2 separate regions of the Mus musculus genome follow, and region 2 is linked to region 1. A link is a contact called in public Hi-C data. All regions are on one chromosome and are shown on one strand. Each heading gives the region's core, a stretch centred on a gene start, on an enhancer-like site or on the middle of the called end of the contact. The rest is flanking DNA. Distances are from core to core; before and after follow the strand shown.

Evidence for each region. A called contact is a pair of places that touch in the nucleus more often than the background predicts.
Region 2: a contact with region 1 is called in a Hi-C map of liver, with 1.8 times the contacts expected there. The contact joins the promoter of Orm2 here to the enhancer-like site in region 1. A contact is called at or near these places in 1 of 39 promoter capture datasets (liver), 2 of 484 Hi-C or Micro-C datasets (both in liver) and 2 of 9 other capture datasets (liver and pancreatic islet).

The regions. Positions count from the first base shown.
Region 1 is chr4:63,228,048-63,232,844 of GRCm38.p6, forward strand. Col27a1 (collagen, type XXVII, alpha 1) reads left to right here. Exons shown (of 61, transcript NM_025685.3): 4 at 3,745-3,798. Among named protein-coding and RNA genes, the nearest start is that of Col27a1, 15 kb to the left of the region's middle. Within about 2 kb of position 2,229, at least 76 of the 459 cell types and tissues checked have an H3K27ac peak or open chromatin away from gene starts, as enhancers often do. A contact at or near this core is called in liver, where this site is marked.
Region 2 is chr4:63,359,483-63,364,279 of GRCm38.p6, forward strand. Orm2 (orosomucoid 2) reads left to right here and starts at 2,967. Exons shown (of 6, transcript NM_011016.2): 1 at 2,967-3,121; 2 at 3,462-3,604; 3 at 3,812-3,882; 4 at 4,436-4,543; 5 at 4,680-4,783. The coding sequence starts at 3,005. Orm3 (orosomucoid 3) reads left to right here. Exons shown (of 6, transcript NM_013623.3): 6 at 1-24.

The DNA.
Region 1 (4,797 bases), core at 979-3,478:
CCAGGTTTGTTTGTTTGTTTGTTTTGTTTTGTTTTTTATTCTTAGCCCAAGCGGTGATAAAATTCCTAGTTGCTTTGTGCTGTGTGAACGCAGGCAGATCACTCAACTTCTCTGAGCTGTAGTTTCTGTGGACTGAGGATGCAGTAAGACTTAATGTTCCCTAGGCTCCGGAGGAACTTTTTGAAGGTCTGGGTAGCACAAGAGAAGCCAGCAGGGGCTTGCAACCAAGGCTGTTACCTGTCAAACCCAGATGACCTCCAGGTGGAAGGGACAGGAAAGGTGTTACCAGCACCCATTCACAACTGAATCCCTGTGCCTGGCCTACGTCACACAGTAGTAAGTGTGCAGAAGGGAAGGTACCACTTTCCTTTTGAGCAGCCCCTTGTGGGCTTCCAGGTTGACAGGGCCCACCAGAAGGAGAGTGAAGAAACCAGGGATGCAGGCTTCGAAAGTTGGCTCACAGGGAACAGAGGAGCTCTGGGGGGGGGGGGGGGTCAAAAGAGTCTGCCCAGAGTGTACACATGGACTCAGAAAAGTGGCTTATTACACTCCCATTTTGCAGCTGGACACGCTGAGACTGGAGACATGGAGAGGTGCGGTCACTCATTTAGGGCCACGTAGCTGGGTTCCCAAGAAGAAGTTACATTCCAGCACAGAGGCTGGGGGCTCTGTAGACATCTATGATCGCATCAAGGGACAGGCACAGAATAGGGTCCCACCCAACCCAGAGCAATGCACTCAGGCCTATACTCTTGAACCCAGTCCCCTAGAACCCAGGTCTGTAGAATGTCTCCCTATCTGCTGATTGACAGAGGCAGATGTCAGCAGGTCTGACACTTTGTGCAGAGCCCCACTGCATCTGGCAAAAAGAGGGGGTGGGGGTCTTGTTCAAGAGTGGGATCCCCATGGACTGGCTACAGGAGGTCAGGACACCAGGGGAAGCCTGCAGGGCTATTTCATGTTTCCATGGCTCTGTGTGTGTGCATGCACCCTGGCCCAGGCCTCCTGCACTCCCTGGACAGAGACAGGCCTGCGGCCCCTGCCCCTCCCCCACGCAAGCTCTCTCAGAGGCCTCCTTGTTTCCAGTGTGGAGTGGAAAAATCCCACCCCAGCTCATGATTCATTGGGCTCCCCCGCTCAGGCTGTGGGCCTGGAAAGAAACAGCCACGTTTTCCACTGTGCAAAGGCAGGCCTCACTCAGATGGAGCAGAGGGGCCAGAGCACCCACCATTGGCCGAGCCAACAAAGTGAACACTGAGTCTGGCAGGCACATGGCTGCAGCTGGGCTGGGCAGCTGTGACCCAGGTCCCTGGCTGGTGGGCTGCAGGTGGTAGCTATGTCTCAGCTGGATTGCTGTGTCAAGAGCCAGGCCATAGGCTGACCTTACCAAGATGAGCTATAGATGCTGAGTTGGCCTGGGGTGTGCTGCGTAGACGTGTTAGATGAGGTCAGATTCTGGAAATGTCAGAAGGATACATCCAGGCTTCTGCAGTTGTAACCTCAGCACGGCTTGGCTTTCTGGCAAATGGGAATGGTCTCATTACTCGCTTACCTGATAACCCCAACTCGAAGATGCCAGCACCTGCAAGGACGGGTGTGTTCTTTTTCCAGGTGGCCACAGAAGGGAAGGGATTTAGGACAGGCCACATGGTTAGTCAGAGACAACTGTCCAGCACTGACTGTGAAGAAGTTGTCCAGGGTGGCCCTGTCCCTCTGCTCTCAGCCAGCTGTGTGGCCTTAGACAAGATGCTTTGAATCTCTGATCTGTCTCTGGTTTTTTTTTAACCCATTGGAAGGGCTCAGGCTCAGGATTCGTCTGGCTGTGCATTTTCCTCCAGTTGTGGGTCACCTGCCTGGGAGAATTGAGCCAAGGAGGAGGGCCTACTGGAAAAAAAGACACTACTCTCCCCAAAACAGTAGCAAGGGGTGTGTAGCTTATACTGCTGAATGGGGAAATCCCAGGGGGGTTGCCTAGCAGAAATAACAACTCATGCTATTTGAGCATCAGCTTCATGCCAGGCACGAGGATTAGCACGTTTTATAGATTATCCGTGGCGACGAGCTATTATTATCCCCATTGGACAGCCATGGAAACCCAGGCTTGGCGAGGGAGCGAAAGCCGCTGGCATAAAGCCACCTCTGAATGGCAGGGTGCTGTGCCTGTGTGACCTCCAGCCTATGCTGTACCCTGTGCCTCTAGAGAGGAGGACGGTCTGGACCCAGTCCCAAATCGATGTGGACTGGGTGGAGGGTACTATCAGCTTGGCTGGGGACACACAGAGGCTCAGAGCAGGTTGGTACTTGCCTGAGGCCATTCTGTGACCCTTCTTCCTCTCATAGGGCTGTCCAGTGACCAGTGACTAACTGGTGCTATCTCACTGTCTGGATCTGGGTTATGAATCTCAGGGAAAGAGAGTCCCAGAGTGTTCACAGGCCAGTGTGCCAAGCCGAGCCAAGCAGAGTCGAGCTGCCCAGTGTGAGAGCGCGATCCACTGCCAGCCAGAATGAACACAGTTTTTAACACTGATTCTAACTCGGGCAGGGCAGGGAAGCTGGAATCTCGTGGATGGTTATTCGAAACAAATGAATTCCCAGGCCTCGCACTCCTAGAAAGCCTGGCTTCCTTTGAGGAGTTTAGGCTCAGTCTCTTGCATGCACGTTTGCTAATCTCATTTTCTTCTTTGGGGTGGAAGAGATGGGTCATTAGTTACTACATGCATTTTAAAGGGAGAAGCTGAGACCCCGGGCAGGAGGAAGTCCCAGCATGCTGTGCAAAAATCAGGATGCAAACAGAGTTAGCAGCCCACTGCCTGCTTTCATGGGAAGGGAGCCGAGATGAGACCGTGCAGGTGTATCTCAGTCACTTCCCAGCCGGGCCTTTCTCAGTACTAAGTGAGGAGACATTAAATGTTGTTGAACAAGGATGAGCCTGGGGATTAGCCTGGAAGACTGAGGCAGAGGGAGTTATGGGGGTTTGCTGTAACTTCTTAGGGAGTTGTGATGATGCTGGACCCCACGGGAACAGATGGGCATTTCAGTGCAGGCTCTGGAGCAGACGAGGCAGTAGGAACATACTACCTCTTGTCTTTAAGGAATCCTACAAGGACCTTTGCCCTTACACAGGCCAGGATGTCAGTGGCCACACCCAGCTATGAGTGGCAGCAAGGCCATTTGACCCCAAGCCCAGCTGTTTCAAAGTCCCTGCATGTGCCCTTTGTGCTCCATGTCCCTCTGTGGTGCGAGGATGCTTGGTGTGACCTTGGCTGAGTCCCTTCTCTGCCCTGGCTCTGCAGAGAACTTGGCTGAGCTTGGAGTTTGCCTGCTGTTTTGTGTTATCAGACATTTGGCAGAGCCCTAGGGGTAGGATGACTCATTTTCTGTGTTAGTGCCTTTGAGGGGACTGCCATTTGCTAAGGGAGCCAGGCTTCCAAACAGATACTTCCCCAAAGGAAGAGAGAGAGAGAGAGAGAGAGAGAGAGAGAGAGAGAGAGAGAGAGAGAGGTCAAGAAGGCTTCCTAGAAGAGATGACACCCTAACAAGTTAGCTGAGTGATAAAAGACAAGGCCTCAATAACTGTGAAAGACCCTGAGAACACCAATAAGCATGGGTCCCCCAAGGCAGAGAACTCAAGGAATTCCTCTTCATAGCTATGGGATTTTTGGACAGGATTGTTGATTAACTAATGATTGTATTTTTCTGCTGTACCTTGGCATTGTCTCACACTATTCTTGCTTCCTCTTCAAGGGTCCCCCTGGGCTTCCAGGATTACCTGGATCTCCGGGCGCACGAGGTCCTCGGGTAAGTTACGGTGTGCTGGGTGTCCTTTGGGGGCTCTGGATGACCTTTAGTTTGCATTCCACTGCCCATGGTGCCCCAGCTTGCTGTGAGCCACAGACCTTTTCCTGCCCTTTTCTGTACCCATTTTCCATTGTGTCTTTTTGGGGTGGACATGGTGTCACATGGTCACATTGTCACATGGTGTGTGACAATAATGACTTTGTGCCCTCCGACTTGTACTGCGCATGGTGACCTAGGGCAGGGACTCTTGAAGTCCATCTGCATAAGCAGATACTTGACCTGGAAACCCCAGTGTGGGAGGATGGGACACTGGGGTACCTCCTCCCACTTCCGCCTGGCCATAGTGGCTTTGTGTGTCTGAAGGAACAGTTCTGTGGCCCCAGAGAAGGGCTGAACTCCCAGGCTAGAGTGTGGCTCAGGGTCAGCTGGATTGCAGTAGCTGCTGGAAGCACAAGTCTGAGGGTCAGCCACTTCCATACATGGTACCTGCCTGTCACTTTATGCTGCCCGTGCAGCCCCACCCAGCTGTGGCCTCTACAGGGTAGAGTGGGCATCCTTATTCAGGGATAAGGCGTGACTAGCAATATCAGGACTGCAGCCCAAGATCTTCCCAAATGCTGGGAGCCTAGGGTCCTCTGAGAGGGAAGTCTATCTCTTCCTGGCTGGGACCAATGGCACTCATATCCTAGCTCAGACTGGTTGAGCTTTCCTCATGACAAGGGCCAGGCAAGCACCAGAGGAGGAAACTGCCTGCTACATATTTTTAGCTCTAAGCCCAGCAGTTGGTTTTAGTTATGTAATTAACTCAGGCCCTGTTTCTTTCCAGACCTGGCTGTGTCTCCCTGAGCCCAGAATTCTGGAACCTTCCATCTGATTTGCCTTTTCTCTTGGCTGCAGAACCTGCTGGGGTGCATGCCCAGGGTTAGTTAGGAACTATACAGGTGTCAGGGTCTTGCACTTTGGCCCAACATTCCAGGTCCAGGCGAGCTGATCCCAGTT
Region 2 (4,797 bases), core at 1,717-4,216, 130 kb after region 1:
ATAAAGGTTTGCTGACACTGTCAATATCATTTCTTTGCTCCCTTCCTTTTCCTCCCTCCCTCCCTCCCTTCGTGGAGAGTCTTGAGTGGAGCCTTAGCTAAGTCCAATAACCCCTGCCCAGGGAATCTGAGAGGGCTTCCTGGAAGGGGCATCTGAATCAGGGTAGAAGGAACTGACAGAACCCGATGCTCTTGCTAGAATCCCCAAACACTTTAGGGCATGGATGGGGAAGATGAGGCAGGAGACCCAAGCAGCAGTGAGAAGGTGTGGGGAACGCAGGTGTCCAGTTCCTGGCACAGGTGCCTTCACTTCAGAAGTGCCACTCTAACCACTGAAAGACAGGTGACTTGGGAGACAGGAGGGTTCATGTAGATGCTAACACGATCAAGCTTTAAAAGGCTAAGGCTAGGTGTCTTGGTATACTTAGGCCTTGGCTAAAGGGCCTGGAAGTCTCCATGAAGATTCCTCAGTGTCCCATGGGGGACACTGTGAGATGACACTGCTTGCCTAGAGGCCAGCTGACATCGATTGCACAATTGTGACCGGAGTTCCTGAGGCACAGTCCACCCTGTGGCAAAGACAGAGTCTGAGATCATCTTTACACTTGACTGGATTGGCAGTCCCCTAGGGGATGTATTCCGTGTGTGTCTGTGAGGACATTTCCAGAGAGCCGCCACCCTGACTGTAGGCAGTGACATTCCTCGGGCTGGGATGCCTCACTTAACCAAAAGCAGAAAACAAGCTGAGCATCCACAGATCATCTCTGCCTGCTAAGCTTATGGCTGTCCTGACTGGATGCAGTGTGCCATGGTAGACTGTGTCCTTCCTCACCAGGAAAGGCACCTGATGTAGCACCCTGCTCTGTCTGTCAATGCACTGGGGCAGAGTGAATCACAGTCATGGCCACACGCATGCCCAGAGTCAAGCTGGCCACAGGCATAGTGTGCTATGGAAGTCTCTGGAAAGAGACTCTGGCCTGTGGCTTTGTCACACACTTCCTGCTGAGTGTCCCCCACTGTTTCTGGCCTGGGAATTCATGACAGGCCTTGCTCATCTGGCCTCTGCAGGCAAAGGACAGGAGAAGCAGGGGAGACAGATGTGAGCAGAAGCCTAGGCAGACTCTGGAATGATATGCAGCAAGTACCCTGGGGGAGACCTTAGCTGGGTGTCCACTTCCCTGCCTGCACCCTCGCCTTAGAAACCCCAGGCTCTGGATACACAGCACAGCCACAGGTAGCTTTGGGGATATCTAATCAGTTTCTTAAGTTCATTATTTTCCATCATTTGCTTTTATAACAAAAATAGATATTTATATCTGCCAGTGTGTGCAAATGTGTTTATGTGCACGTGTACGTGTGCGCCTGTGTGTAAGAGACATAGCAGAGACAAAGAGGCACAAACAGAGAGATTATGATATCTGGCGCACTGCTAACTTGGGACAGAACATATCATTGGTGCTTTTGGGCTCCTCATGGTTATGCTTTTTCTCCTCTGGGAAGAGATAAACTTTCTTAAGACTGTATAGATACAACAAAACACATATGTTTTGGGGCTCCAGCTCAGCAAGTTCTCCTAGGCCCTGTACAGCCCACTCCACGGCAGGGGGCTCTCAGGACCATCTGTGGCCCCTTCCTTTTGCCCTAGGTGATCACTGTCACTAACTTGATTAATATCATTACAATTAGTCTGGAGCCTCTAGAACGCCCTGTAAACAGGCTCATACAACCCCACCTCTGGGCGATCTGCTGGCAATAATGTTGTCGAGCTGCATTTGTATGGTCAAATCTATCAGTCGTTCATTTCTCTCTGTTGCTAAGCAACACCATGCTTGCATGAAATGTCACAACCCATTTCTCATTTTCCTGGTGGTAGGCACTTAAGAGCTTGGGGTTTGTGGCTACTTTGAATAATGCCATTAGAAACATTTATACACATGATACTGGAGGTGATTCATGTCTTGTTTTGTTTTCTTTTCTGTTGGTAGACTAATTTTTAAAGGCAATATGTTGCTCTAATACTTATCAAGAGGGGAAACATAAAATACAAAATGCCACAGGATAAAAGAAGGTTCTCATGAAATTAGAACACAGTAAGTGAATGACAAGTTACTTATCATTAAAACAAAAACCCTGACTACACAGAAACATGAGAAATAGTAGATTACTCAACTGTGAGTGTGTTCTAATATGTTTGGTGCTTTTGATGTTTTGAAAGAGCTCACTGTGATCTCAAACTCCTAGCAATGACTCCGTGCCTCAGCAAGAGTCACCAGGCCTGTCCCTAGCAATACGTTTCGAGAGTGTTCATTATGTAGACAAAGATCAGGCTATATCTATCAAGCAGGAACTAGAACCAGATATTTACTGGATCCTGTGCACAGACCCTGGATTGGGCACACACTATTCTAGACAGATCCTTTCCTGCTGTAAATACTGGGAGCTTTGCTGAACTACATTTTCAACTCAGATTCACCCCTCTTTTTTGGGCATTCGGCTGCCTCTAGGCTGTATAGGGGTCCCCAGGAACATCACACTCCTTTGGAAACTAATCCATCTTTGTCCTTGGCCCTTAACTTGAGCCCCTAAGTGTCTTCTAAGTTCACTATGAACCCTGACCAGGGACCCCTTCATAGCCCCCTTGGAGGGGTGATAAACGAATAGGTCTCACTCCTGCTAGGCAGCTTCATGGGATAAGACAGGTATGGGACCCATGACTGGGATCTAAGTATTATCAGGCTAGCCCAGTATCCACCTTGACCATGAATCAGCCACTCTGGTGTAGGGCAGGAGTCTGTGTCAGGGCCGGCTGGCCGAGGGAGCTGCACAAAGCTGGCTTGAGAGAACATTTTGCGCAAGACATTTCCCAAGTGCTGGGGAGAATGTGCCAGGGCTCTAGAGGCCCTGGCTGCAGTCCCATGCCCTCGCCACATCTATTATAAAAGCCACTGTACCCTCCATCCACCAGTTATCTCTTCCAAGCCCTGGTGCCTCTGAGTGTCCTAAGCATGGCACTGCACATGATTCTTGTCATGGTGAGCCTCCTGCCGCTGTTGGAAGCTCAGAACCCAGAACATGTCAACATCACCATAGGCGACCCTATCACCAATGAGACCCTGAGCTGGGTAAGTGCCTGCCCAGGACTTGGACGTGAGCACTTAAGGAGGCTACTCTTTCCTCTGGGCTTTCCCTTCCCTGATGTCTGTGCTCATCTCTGGGCTCCTGGTACTGCCCTTTCCTCTCCTGGAGACCTGGTGGCACCCCCTGCCTCCAAACCCAGAAGCATCACTCTGAGGTCTCTCAGCAGGGGACAGAGCAGTAGGATGGCTGATTTTTGAGTTGCCCATTTGAGCTTCAGTCTTCCCATGTATGGTTCAGAAGCCATTGCTTGCTTGCCCCACAGCACGGCTGAGTGCAATGTTCATACTACAAGCCCTACTCATCTGTGTGCCTGCTTCTCCCCAGCTCTCTGACAAATGGTTTTTCATTGGTGCGGCTGTCCTAAACCCTGATTACCGGCAGGAAATTCAAAAGACGCAGATGGTATTTTTTAACCTTACCCCCAACTTGATAAATGACACGATGGAGCTTCGAGAGTATCACACCATGTGAGTTCTTGTAACAGCCAGCCCACCCTGGCCCTGGCCTCCACTCCCAGATGCCTAGAGACCTGAGCAAACTGGATCTGCCTGGCCTCCCCACCCACCTTCTGGAATGGGGACAGCTTTCTTGTTTACCTGCCTCTTGCCCACTCCCCACCCCAGTTTAGTCAGATCACCTCTCCATCAGTTGTCCTCTGTCTCTTTGCTTTCTAGAGATGACCACTGTGTCTATAACTCCACTCATCTAGGAATCCAGAGAGAGAATGGGACCCTCTCCAAGTATGGTAAGGGTTGGAACTCACGGCTTTCTGGGAGCGTATTGCAAGGGTACAAGGGGGCAGCAGAACAGGGGAGTTAGGTCTGTGAAGTCACTCTCTGAGGCTTGTAAGTGGACGTAGATTTCAAACTGGAGTCCAGCTGCCAGGACAGACTTGCTTTGACCATTCTTATGATCTTTTGTGAGCTCAGAGGGGAAACCCATGGTTTGGGAAACCAGTGACTTCAGCCAAATCCCCAGGTCACCAGGGACAGCATGGGGGGAGGGCAACTGAATACTGGTGGGCCAGATTAGATACTCTTAGGTTTTAATTGTCCCTAAGCCAATGTTTTAATGTTTAAGGGGAAGTGTTAACTATGCCACACCACCAAGGGCCCTTTCCAAGGCCCCAGCCATTCCATACTTATGAAGAATGAGAAGTGAGGCTGCATCCAACAGAGGCTGAGCACATGGCAGCCACAGGGAGCCTCAGGCACTTGTCCATAGCTATGTGCTTCCTTCCCTTGGGGATGGGGACCACAGCATCATTCTAGTGACTCACAAAGCCCTTCATCCTGCAGTAGGAGGAGTAAAAATCTTTGCAGACCTGATAGTCTTGAAGATGCATGGGGCCTTCATGCTTGCCTTTGACTTGAAGGATGAGAAGAAACGGGGACTGTCCCTCAATGGTAGGGTCCTCCCAGACCTGGTCCCCAGCTCCACTGGCCTTACTCTTGATCGTCCACCCACATCCCACATCCCTACCTGGCTTCCCATCTGCTGGACCCTTAGCCAGCACAATCCTGGATCCCTTCTCCATTGCAGCAAAAAGGCCAGATATCACCCCGGAGCTGCGGGAAGTATTCCAGAAGGCTGTCACACACGTGGGCATGGATGAATCAGAAATCATATTTGTCGACTGGAAAAAGGTAAATGAGGAGGC